Regions from separate parts of the Aedes aegypti genome. Here region 1 is linked to region 2. The links are chromatin contacts, called in public Hi-C maps. All regions are on one chromosome and are shown on one strand. The core of a region is the stretch at or near the end of the contact, and the rest is flanking DNA. Distances in the headings are between cores, read along the strand shown.

Region 1 (5,414 bases), core at 1,433-3,932, 69 kb after region 2:
CATACTACTATAAATAACGGGATACGGGAGGGACTGACTCTTAACATCTCGTGGATCCAGGGCGGGCTTTTCGACCTCATCAAGGGCTTGATATTACAGTTGTTCGTGAAAACTTTCTTCTGGAAAGACAATCTTTTCCTCTGCCGCGGGTTTCGTGAAAGTGTTTCTGCTTGTGGATCCGTACATCCATTTTTAGCCCTTCATACAGGAGACTGACGGCTCCCAAACAAAAGTACAATCTTGATCAAACCGCTTTTCAGATTATTCCAGTGCTATATGCAGATGCCTTGCTACAATAGATGGTAGCAACATACCATCATCATCATCATCATCATCATCATCATCATCATCATCATCATCATCATCATCATCATCATCATCATCATCATCATCATCATCATCATCATCATCATCATCATCATCATCATCATTATCATCATCATCATCATCATCATCATCATCATCATCATAAAAAATATCCAGTCCAATGTTTAAACTGACAGAATCAGACTGTAGTTAGATGTTATTCATAATTTTAGAAAACCAAGACTTCCTGGTCCTTATAATGGATCACTTGTTGGAACTATCAATATTCAGAATTTAAAACCATGAATCAAGCAAATTTTTGATGAAAGAACAAGGGAACGAACCATTTTTATTCCATGATAGTTGAATTTTATCATCTGTGGGGTCTTATGTATAATGATGACTCTTCCTACAGAAAACGATGATATTCTGATTGCTGTTTAATACCTGCTCAACATTTGTCAAAAACTCCAATATTTTGCGGTTGAATGTTATGCTTAATATTACAAATGACAGTAGGCAAGAAGGTGTCTAGGTTCAATTCCCGGTCAGTCCAGGATCATTTCGTAATGGAAATTTCGTAACGTCGATAAAAGACCTGGGAGTGATAATGGACCGTAAGCTGAATTTTGCTGAACACATCTCTAAGACAACAACGAGAGCTTTCGCTGTGTAGGGCTTCATTTGTCGTAATGCATCCGAGTTTTGAGATGTTTACGCCCTGAAGACTGTTTACTGCGCAATCGTTCGAAGCCTTCTCGAATATGCTGTTCAAATCTGGGCACCATATCAAGAAATACATATTACTCGCATAGAAAGGGTGCAACGTTGTTTCATGCGGTTTGCGTAACTTAGACGGCCTCCTTACGAGAATCGCTGTGAACTAATCAAGCTTGAGCCTTTGCGAACACGTCGTGTGTTTCTCCAAAGAATGATTGCTTTCGATGTCTTGACAAATCGGATTGATTGCCCTGATCTTCTGTGACTAGCGAACTTTTTCGTTCCGGCTCGGAGATCCCGCCCACGTTCGTTGTTCTGGACCGCAAGACATCGTACGGTATTTGGACAAAATCACCCGATGGAAAGATGCTTTAATTTGTTAAATGTTGATGTTTTTGACTTTGATGTGAGTAGAAATAAGTTTAAAGCTTGAATAAGATTATAACATTAGGTTAAGACCAATACAGTCTGTACAGCAATGCTGAAGACGAAGTGAAATAAATAAAAAATTTCCTTGACTTCCCTGGGCGTGGGCATCGTACCTGCCACGCGATATACACATGTGAAAATGGCAACTGTGGCAAAGAAAGCTCTCAGTTAATAACTGTGGATGTGCTCATTAGAACACTAAGCTGAGGAAGCAGGCTCTGTCCCAGTGAGGACGATAATGCTAAGAAGAAGAAGAAGAAGGCAATTAGTATGATTGGACAAAATATGTTTCGTAGTAAAGTGTATGCTTTTAGCGAGAAATTCGGGTTTTAACGCCAAAGTGATCCGTAACTATGTGAGCTTGGTACCATCGTTGTCTCCGTATGATCTTGAATGACCATTCCTTGGCCATGCGGCAGATTCGGAACATCCGAAAAAATGTACATATGCTGACCTAAAGAGGAGTTACTTCTTCCAAACAAAACATTCATCATATAAATATTACCGCCATCGTCTAATCCTGAATGGCCACTTTGTGGTCCTCTGAAAGATTCAGAACATCCGGGAAATTAGACATTTAATAAAAGTTTGCCTAGAAGGCTGATTTTTTTCCCAAACGACATGCAGTGTTGAGTCCCGTTGGCTATTTCTTTTTTTTCGGAAGATCTGAAACATCAGTAAAAATGTGAATAATCTTACAATTATTCAGTAAAAGACAGTAGCAAGTTATTCCAAGAAAATCGCCAATCTACCAACAAACGCATCATTTCGGAATGTTATTGATTTCACTTTCACTTCCTGCAGGTCGGGTCAATTGCACCAACCTAATCGAGCATCAAACATGCACGGACGGACAAATTGGTGGCGGATGGGCCCAGAACTGCCGTCGAGCAGCAAACGATCATTCTCTGTATTTGCTGGTACCTACCTACATTCAAACATGCCACGCTGCTGCTGGTGCGTTTGGCTGGTTCAGCTTTTTGAATCGAGCGCACGCAGTCGAATCGCACCGCATCGTGACACACATAAGCCATCATCAACGCAAAGAGCGAGCAAAAACCTAGAAATGAAAAAAAATATAAAATAACATCCATATTTGAGAGTTGCACACTTGTACAAAAGTAAGAGGAGCCGCGTAAAAAAGTGCGTACCACATAGACATAAAAAGTGCGTATGTTATATGCTCGGTATACAATGATTCGTTTGCGGGAACTCACTACTCAAAGTCACCCAAAACGAGGGGAGGTTGATGTAACATCGTTGAATGTTGCGTCGGATTCGAAGGGGAAGCATGCAAGCTCTCACTGCCGGTCACTCAGTTATCGTTGGTTTATGAGGGGAAGCTCTAGCCGAACGTGTTGGTCGGCTATGCCGAACTATACATTTCGCTTGCCGATTCGGCTTTTGCATGTTCGGCATATGTATGTTGCGAATGCTAGCTGCCGTTGTCTTTATGCTTTTTTCGTGCCGAACATCGATGGGTGGAACATGAGGCAAAAGGCAACGAAGAATTCGTTAAAAATTGCGTTGCGTTGCCCATGTAACCGATAAAATTTGTGAAATTTCAATGACTTGGGAAAATATTGGGGTAACCACGGACTGAGCTGACCGGTGAAAAACGAGAGAAAGAAATGTGAAAACAACACAAGCGCCCACACATTTGAATTCGCTGAAAAGAAATGGATGTAAGATGAACAAAAATAGTAAATAGACAGCTCACTTTTTGGTGAATCCGCGATGAGTTTTACTGCAGAAAACAAAAGTAGAGCGTGGTTAATAAAGTTGCATAGGAACTGCTAAAATAAAAATATCAGGCGAAGTGGTTGTTGATGTACAGCTTAATCTACGAATGTGAAATTGCCTATTAGAAAAAAGCGATGATAATTATAAAATATGATTAGTTAACGAATTAATTAGAAGTCTGGTTCATAATATATACTCAGTAAAATATTTACATTCAAATACAAATTAATCTGATCATGTTTTTTAGTTTAAAGCTGTTTGATGATCGTGTCCAATCTTAACGCAAATGCTATCATTTGAGGCTTCTCAGATCCAAACGAACTAAGAAAACAATAAGAGTAATGCATGAGTTGTAACAAAAATATTTGGAGCTTCCCCAACTAGTCACATTTGGTAGATCGCTGATGTCGACAATCAAAACCCCTTGTGCTCTGAATATACATGCTAGAGCTTTAGTATATTCGTCAAAGTATTTTGGAATGCGAATGCAAAGATTGGCTCTAGGGAAAATTTGAGCAATTCTAAAAAGTTTTTTTTTCCAATCTAACAAAACGCGAGAGTTGAAGTTTTGTGTACCTTTTTGATCCCGGGATCCGGAGGGTTAATTCACCCATGCAAGGTTGTATTTTATTTGGAATGATCTAATAATGGCTATTTAGTAGAGTCGAATAAACGGGCTACATTCATATAATCATTGATAACAAACTCAAATCATTGACACAGGAATGTTCACAACAAAATATAACAAAGAAAACACGTGCCCTGTGGAATCAATGCCCGAAGCTACAAACCTACTGGACCATAAATAATCATCAAATTATGGACCAGAAATTACCACACATTTTTTTTGCCAAAATTAACCCAACATAATTGCACTTGATTGGGGTGCAGAAAGTCCATCGAATCGTTAAACGTTCTTTAAAAAATGTATGCTGCATCGCCGTTGTATTCCGCCCGTTGCCAATTCCGCAACATCCGCAGCACAACCGAAAAGAGTGAGAGAGGGCATTTATCAACCGTTTTTTTATTTCGGTTGTTTTCTTTCACCACAGTTCACAATGGTGATAAACGTTTTTTCGTAAATGCGGTTTCCAGTGCAGCAAGCAACTTGTGCGTAGCTTTCTCTCATCAACACATCGCGCTGTCGACATTCGGCGGGGTCGTCTCGTCATCAATCGTCGTCGTCATGTGCGAACCGGTCGGCCAACGCAAACGCCGTTTCACTTTGGCACATCGTAACTTCATTAGGTGGCCCGGATCTTCATCTGTTGGGAAAGTGGAAAAAGGGCCAGATTTGTAACCGGCAAAAGTTCAGCTTATGATGTGTGCAGGATTGACTCGAGATAATTAATTTTCACAAACTTTCTCATATATTTTATATGTCATAGTAATGATTAGAATCTTAAAAATTGGATTTTTTTAATATATGGCAGGGGAACGTATGCTTTTTGGTCGAAACTTTCAAAAATCGAAAATCGATTTTAAACTTCTTCGTGAAAAAGAAAAGCTTATGGCTGAGTGTCAGACATAACGATTGACTAAAAGTCCTCATACAAAAGAGAAGGCAAAGTCACTGAAAATTTCTCATTTTTTTTTTTTTACCAAATGAAATACAGTTTATTCTTCCTTACTCGATATTCCGTAACTCGATATCGAGTTGGAGAACCATAGTAAAATTTGGATTTCATGGCTACCTCGAAGGTCCCTTGGATCGCATTTGTACTCGTTTTGTGTTCTGTAAGTAATGTAAATGATTCTATTGTCTCGTCTACGTGCTAGACGACCCGATGCCGAATCAGAATCCCACACACGAATCGGATGTAGAGCAAGTAGCTAGTCATTGAAAAATACAAAGCATTTCGAAGAAAGGCTGTAAAAACCATTCAGATATTTAGTTGACGATTCTCAAAACAGTACTGAAAAGTGTTACTTTTCAGCACTCAAAACAGTGCTGAAAAGTAGCACTTTTCAGTACTATTTCTACCCGTCATTTTTGTTCATCTCGTGAAGCCTCATTTGATAAATCTTCCTTTTGCAACTAGTTGAAAACAAAACCACACAGAAAAAAAAAATCCGTTCTTGTATCCGTGAACAGCAGGCGTGAACTCGTCAACAAGCAAAATTACACCGTGAACTAGATCATGTTTATGTGAACGCGTTGCCTAGTTCCGATAACGATGATGATAGTTCACGGTGTATTTTTGACAGTTCACGTT
Region 2 (4,972 bases), core at 1,026-3,525:
GAAATCTTCGCGAATTTGCCATCGAACCGGTTGAACGAAAACAAAAGTAATTCCTTGATTCGCGCTATCACCAATTTACTAAATGTGTAACCGGCTAAAGTGACTCGAATACTAGCACAGCAGCGCGTAGTAACCTTGACCGACACCTTGTTTTCGAGTTTTTTTTTCGCGACTCTACGAAGAACCCAACCGACTGAGCGATACGCAGCGCCACGAACGCCTTTGGGTTGAAGTATATTACATCGGAAGGGGCTATTGGGGAATAGATTCGCCATTCCCAGTTGCTCCACCAGGCAAAAACTCGGTTTCCGCAACATCTGTACACGTTTTACAACCACCACCCAGACCGCGAGCTTGGCTATTTTGCTTGTCGGGAGCCCCCCCTCCAAGTTTCGTCCGCCCGGTCATCCACTGGCGCAGTCCTCTGTCCATCTATTTGATTCATAATATAGCGAAATTTTCAAGTTCTCGGTCACGGGCACTCTACCAGTTGCGTAGGAAGTCGTATATTCATGCTCGTCTCGTACGCATACAAGCATAATGTGCGTGTACGCACATCTGTGCACACAGTCAAAGCTAATTACGCGAAAATATTTGCCAAAACGCACACTGTTGAGTTGCTAGTTCAGCGAATTTAATGTTATTCGATTTTTGGGATTATATAAAATTAAGAACTTAGGGAATAGTGCCCATGAATGTGGCGATCTACGTCTAGAAGATCCCGTAGTTTCTCTGAAACATTTATATGTAAACTATGTTTATTGAACGCTAAAATATTTTCTAATCTTATATACCCTATAGCAATAAAAAACGTAAAATGATGATCGCATATCCTAAAGTTAAGTTAAAATTACAGAATAGATTTTTTTTGAATTCGCACTTACAGTCTCCGCCAAAATAAAGTGTCCACTTGTTATCACGCAAATTGGCGAAAATTGTGTGTCGAAACTGGAATTTATTTTTTTACAATGCACTTCAAAGATAGCATGTATTTTTTGTATTTTAATCTTCAAATTGGTTGAAAGCGTCTCCTAAAAATCTTGAATTGCTTAATCATTATGCTATTATCAAGAAACTTCGGTCAAAGAAAAGTAATATATTGTCAAGCGAACGAAACGCCAAATGGGTACTTAATTGACATACAATATTGGCATTTTATTTTGTCGGTGATTGTTCACCCGGTTTGCAAATCGGACCATACAAGTCATACAAATAAACATAACCTTAGCATTGAAAATTTTGCGTAGGACTGCTTTTTCTCACGATCACTAACAAACACGCTCTACGCATCCCCCAAACAATCCCAAAGTTCTTCCCCTCTGTTATCTACTGGTTCGATCCAGAATGAAATCGAGTTTCGCAATACGCACGCATTATCCAAAAACATCTTCAACTCATACAACTTTATTGCTCATGTTTTATCCCATACATATAGGTACTCCCCATGTGTCGCAAACGCGCAAAATTTTCCGCATTTCTCGTTGGTTAGTGGTCGCACCACTTGCACTGACCTAGGACAACAGTTTGCGCAACCCCTACTCTGTGTACAGACAGACGCACGCTCAGGAACTCTCCAATACGACCTACCCCAAATTCGCAACTCGCCATCTCTCGCTTACTCGAAGGTCCCGAAACCAGCCTTCTGCTCGTTCTAGTCATCCTGTTTATCATTGAGTGACTCCCCACCCCTCGGGCACGAATGATTTTCGCGCAACTCTTTCGTGTTCGGTTCGCGCCGTTGTCCGTTGGTCGTCTCGCGAATTTTATCCCTTTCGGAATACGATCGGCTAAGGTCGCGTGCGCACAATGGTGGGGGGAACGCGTCGCGCTGAGATCCCTTTTCTGTGCGGATTCTCGCGCTTATGGAGGTGTGTCGACGCTCTCGCGTGCGCTCTTCTGCTCTCCAACAACGGTGCCGGCGCGGATCGCTTTTTTGCGTGGATTTCGCGAATATGTGGGCTCTCGCTCTCCCGTTGTTGGGTGTCATGCTACGTGCGACTTGCACAAAAGAAAGCGCGGAGAAAGATTGCAGCCATTTTGCAGGTGGTAATTTTATATGGTTTTTATCGGGGTTGGGGCATTTAATTAGTCTTTTTTGAGATATTATCTAATTTTTACTCTTTGTTGTATGATTAAGACATACATTTATTACAATCAATTATTTTTGGTTGCATTTCCCTCTGCAAAATGGCGCATTTCACACGCTGATTGGTCCAACCGGGTTAACGGATTGCTGAACTAGGCAGAAGATCTCACTCTCATTCGTGGTGTGTCGTTTTTGCCTCCGAACGTTTGCGATTGGCGAAAAATTCGCAACTCGTTGGATGCCGTTAGTTAGTTTGGTAGGAGAAGAAATCAACGGTACTTGACGAACTTCATCTTAAAGTCCCCACCATGCAGTTGGAACCTTCGTGATGTCCGAATCGATGGTAGGGGGTTAGAGATGAGTGCAAAATGTTTGCGCAGAAGTTCGCGAATTTTGCGAGTTGGGGATCATTCCACTCGGGATTGTGAAGGTGGACGGATTAACATTTTGTGGATGTTGGTTGTGGAGTGGTTAAGATGAAGTGAAGGGTAAAAAGTTACTTGGGAATTCATTTCATAGCTGGCTGTTGAACGATGCAGATCTGTAGCAGAGTAGCAGAGTGTTGAAAATAGAAAATTGATGGATTTCGCAGGATAATCAATTTGTAGCAGAGTGTTGAAAATAGAAAATTGATGGATTTCGCAGGATAATCAATTTTTGGGAACATATTATTCAAATAGATGCTTGACTAATTTGAACAGTGTTTTAGTGTTCATTGAATAATACAAAAATTCACGTGTAATACAGCCCATGTAGCAAGTGTGAATGAGTAAAAAGAAATTTTTAAAATTCAAACAATGTTAATATGTGGGGAAAAAAATAGGTGAGAGAACAGAATTTCGAAGCAATATTGTGAACAGAAGCTAAACATGCTAAAACCATGTTTTTTGTGGGCTTTGTGGCCGTACGGTTAGTGTTGTTAGGCAGTAAGTGCATCGTGCCAAGTGGAGTAGGTTCGATTCCCGCTTAAGCCATTCGCAACTTTTCGTAAGGAATGTTCCTCGGCTTTTCCACTGGAGCATGCTTGTCCGTAGTCTAGTGTTAAGTTACTGTTTATGCAGCTGAATGGCTAAAGATGGTGAAGGCGGTGTCTTTAAATGACGAAGATGGAGTAATTCTTGGCAATGGCAAGCAGTCAAAAAAGGTCGTGGAATCAATATCTGAATTGCTAGTGTTTAATAGAAGTCGTGAAATAATTGTTCGAATGAGCTGTTTTAAAACCATCGACGGTTTGAAGAACAGTTATACGCCTTCAAAGATGATGTTCAGTTCATGAAGCAAAGAAGGCATATCGAGATATCAAGGCATACGGTTGCACATGGTCCGATGCGGTGCTTTCGTGCGTGAGATCGGTATCATCGAAAATGATCATCGAGCCTAAGGAAAAACATCTGTCCAAGGATTACAGGATTGTAGACAGCATAATGGTTGTTTATGGTGGTAATAAATAAAATAAAAATAATGAATTTATTTGAAAATTTCACTTACGAGGTTAAGAAGAAATTATCTGAAGTCAGCTCTCAGTTTGCCGATGAAACTGGTCTTCTTCATGGCCATGATTTCTCGAAGTTGTCTGGAAAACGTTTGGGAATTTTGATTATAAGATGCTGCATTTGATACTCGGTGACAAACAAGAAGTTTCGTAGGTATGACGATTCGCATTCAGTGTTACCGAAATGAATTTCGTGAAGCATTGAGTTGCATTGAGTGTTGCCAGATGATAATTTGCGAAAAAAGCTCTCAGTTAATAATTGTGAAAGTGATAGTTGATCTTATAAGCGGTGAAGTAGGCTTTTTTCAGATTGAACATTACGCTTGAAAGTAGAAGAAAATAACATCCCAAGAAACATTTGCCTATTTTATAATCATTTATTAAGCAATTTTTCACAACTACATACTGAATAGTTGCTTCATTATATTACTTTGCAGCTGCTACGCACACATTGTTCAAGCAAATCTGGCGAAATTATTAAGCTTCTTATCATTTAGTGACTGTAATAATATATTCTAATGATGTTTATTCAGGTTTCACTTAGCTAAATAAGGATTGATGATTTAACAACGCTAGTTTAACAAACTACATTATTGCAGTTTAATTCAGCATCATGTTGAACAACCTTTTAATTATTTCCAAGTGAAGCCTTTGTTCAGGCGTTGTTCACACAAATTTGGAAAAGTTATAAAGCGTGTCGTTGTATATTGACTTTATTCTACAACTTCAAAATCGCTTTATAAGCATTCATCTCAGCTTTTATTCAACTGCCACAAAATTGATTGAAAACAAATAAATGACTAAAAATAGCTAACACTGTATACATCAAATGCAGTGTATACATTTACCATGAATTAAATAACCACACTTTTAATAATTACCTGAATACTGGATTCAAACTCGAGACCTTCCCATCGTCAGCGGTATACTTTGCCATCTGCGTCATCCTTGAATTCATATATCAGCCTTCCAGTGCCCAATATAAACCTCTTGTAGCTGATTAGTGATCATGCTTGAGTTTCTATTCAACAATAACTAATCAACACGTGCTATGCTGATCAACAACTGAATAAGCGCATTACTTCTGCTGCTGTTCAGTACTGATGCGAGCTGAACTCAGTCGGCTATTTATAGCGCACAGTGAGAAAATTTATTTCAATGCTGGTCAAAAATAAAGTTTATTCACAAAGTAAAAACAGTCTGAAATGATGAATCGAATTTCATAATAAGTTTTAACTTGTTAAAACTTTAATTGAATTGTTCATCTTACTATACTAAAATTCATTTATTAAATGTATAATATTTCTACTAGGTTCATATTTTAATTATTTGTCGTACTTTTTCCATCTATTAAACATTATACAAATATAAAATATATTTCAATCAATAATCCT

What was found. A called contact is a pair of places that touch in the nucleus more often than the background predicts.
Region 1: a contact with region 2 is called in a Hi-C map of whole pupa, with 5 times the contacts expected there. The contact joins two enhancer-like sites. A contact is called at or near these places in 2 of 2 Hi-C or Micro-C datasets (whole body and whole pupa).

The regions. Positions count from the first base shown.
Region 1 is chr3:353,060,404-353,065,817 of AaegL5.0, forward strand. No RefSeq gene overlaps it. Among protein-coding and RNA genes, the nearest start is that of LOC110679344, 110 kb to the right of the region's middle. Within about 2 kb of position 2,683, at least 3 of the 3 cell types and tissues checked have open chromatin away from gene starts, as enhancers often do.
Region 2 is chr3:352,991,561-352,996,532 of AaegL5.0, forward strand. No RefSeq gene overlaps it. Among protein-coding and RNA genes, the nearest start is that of LOC5568262, 89 kb to the left of the region's middle. Within about 2 kb of position 2,276, at least 2 of the 3 cell types and tissues checked have open chromatin away from gene starts, as enhancers often do.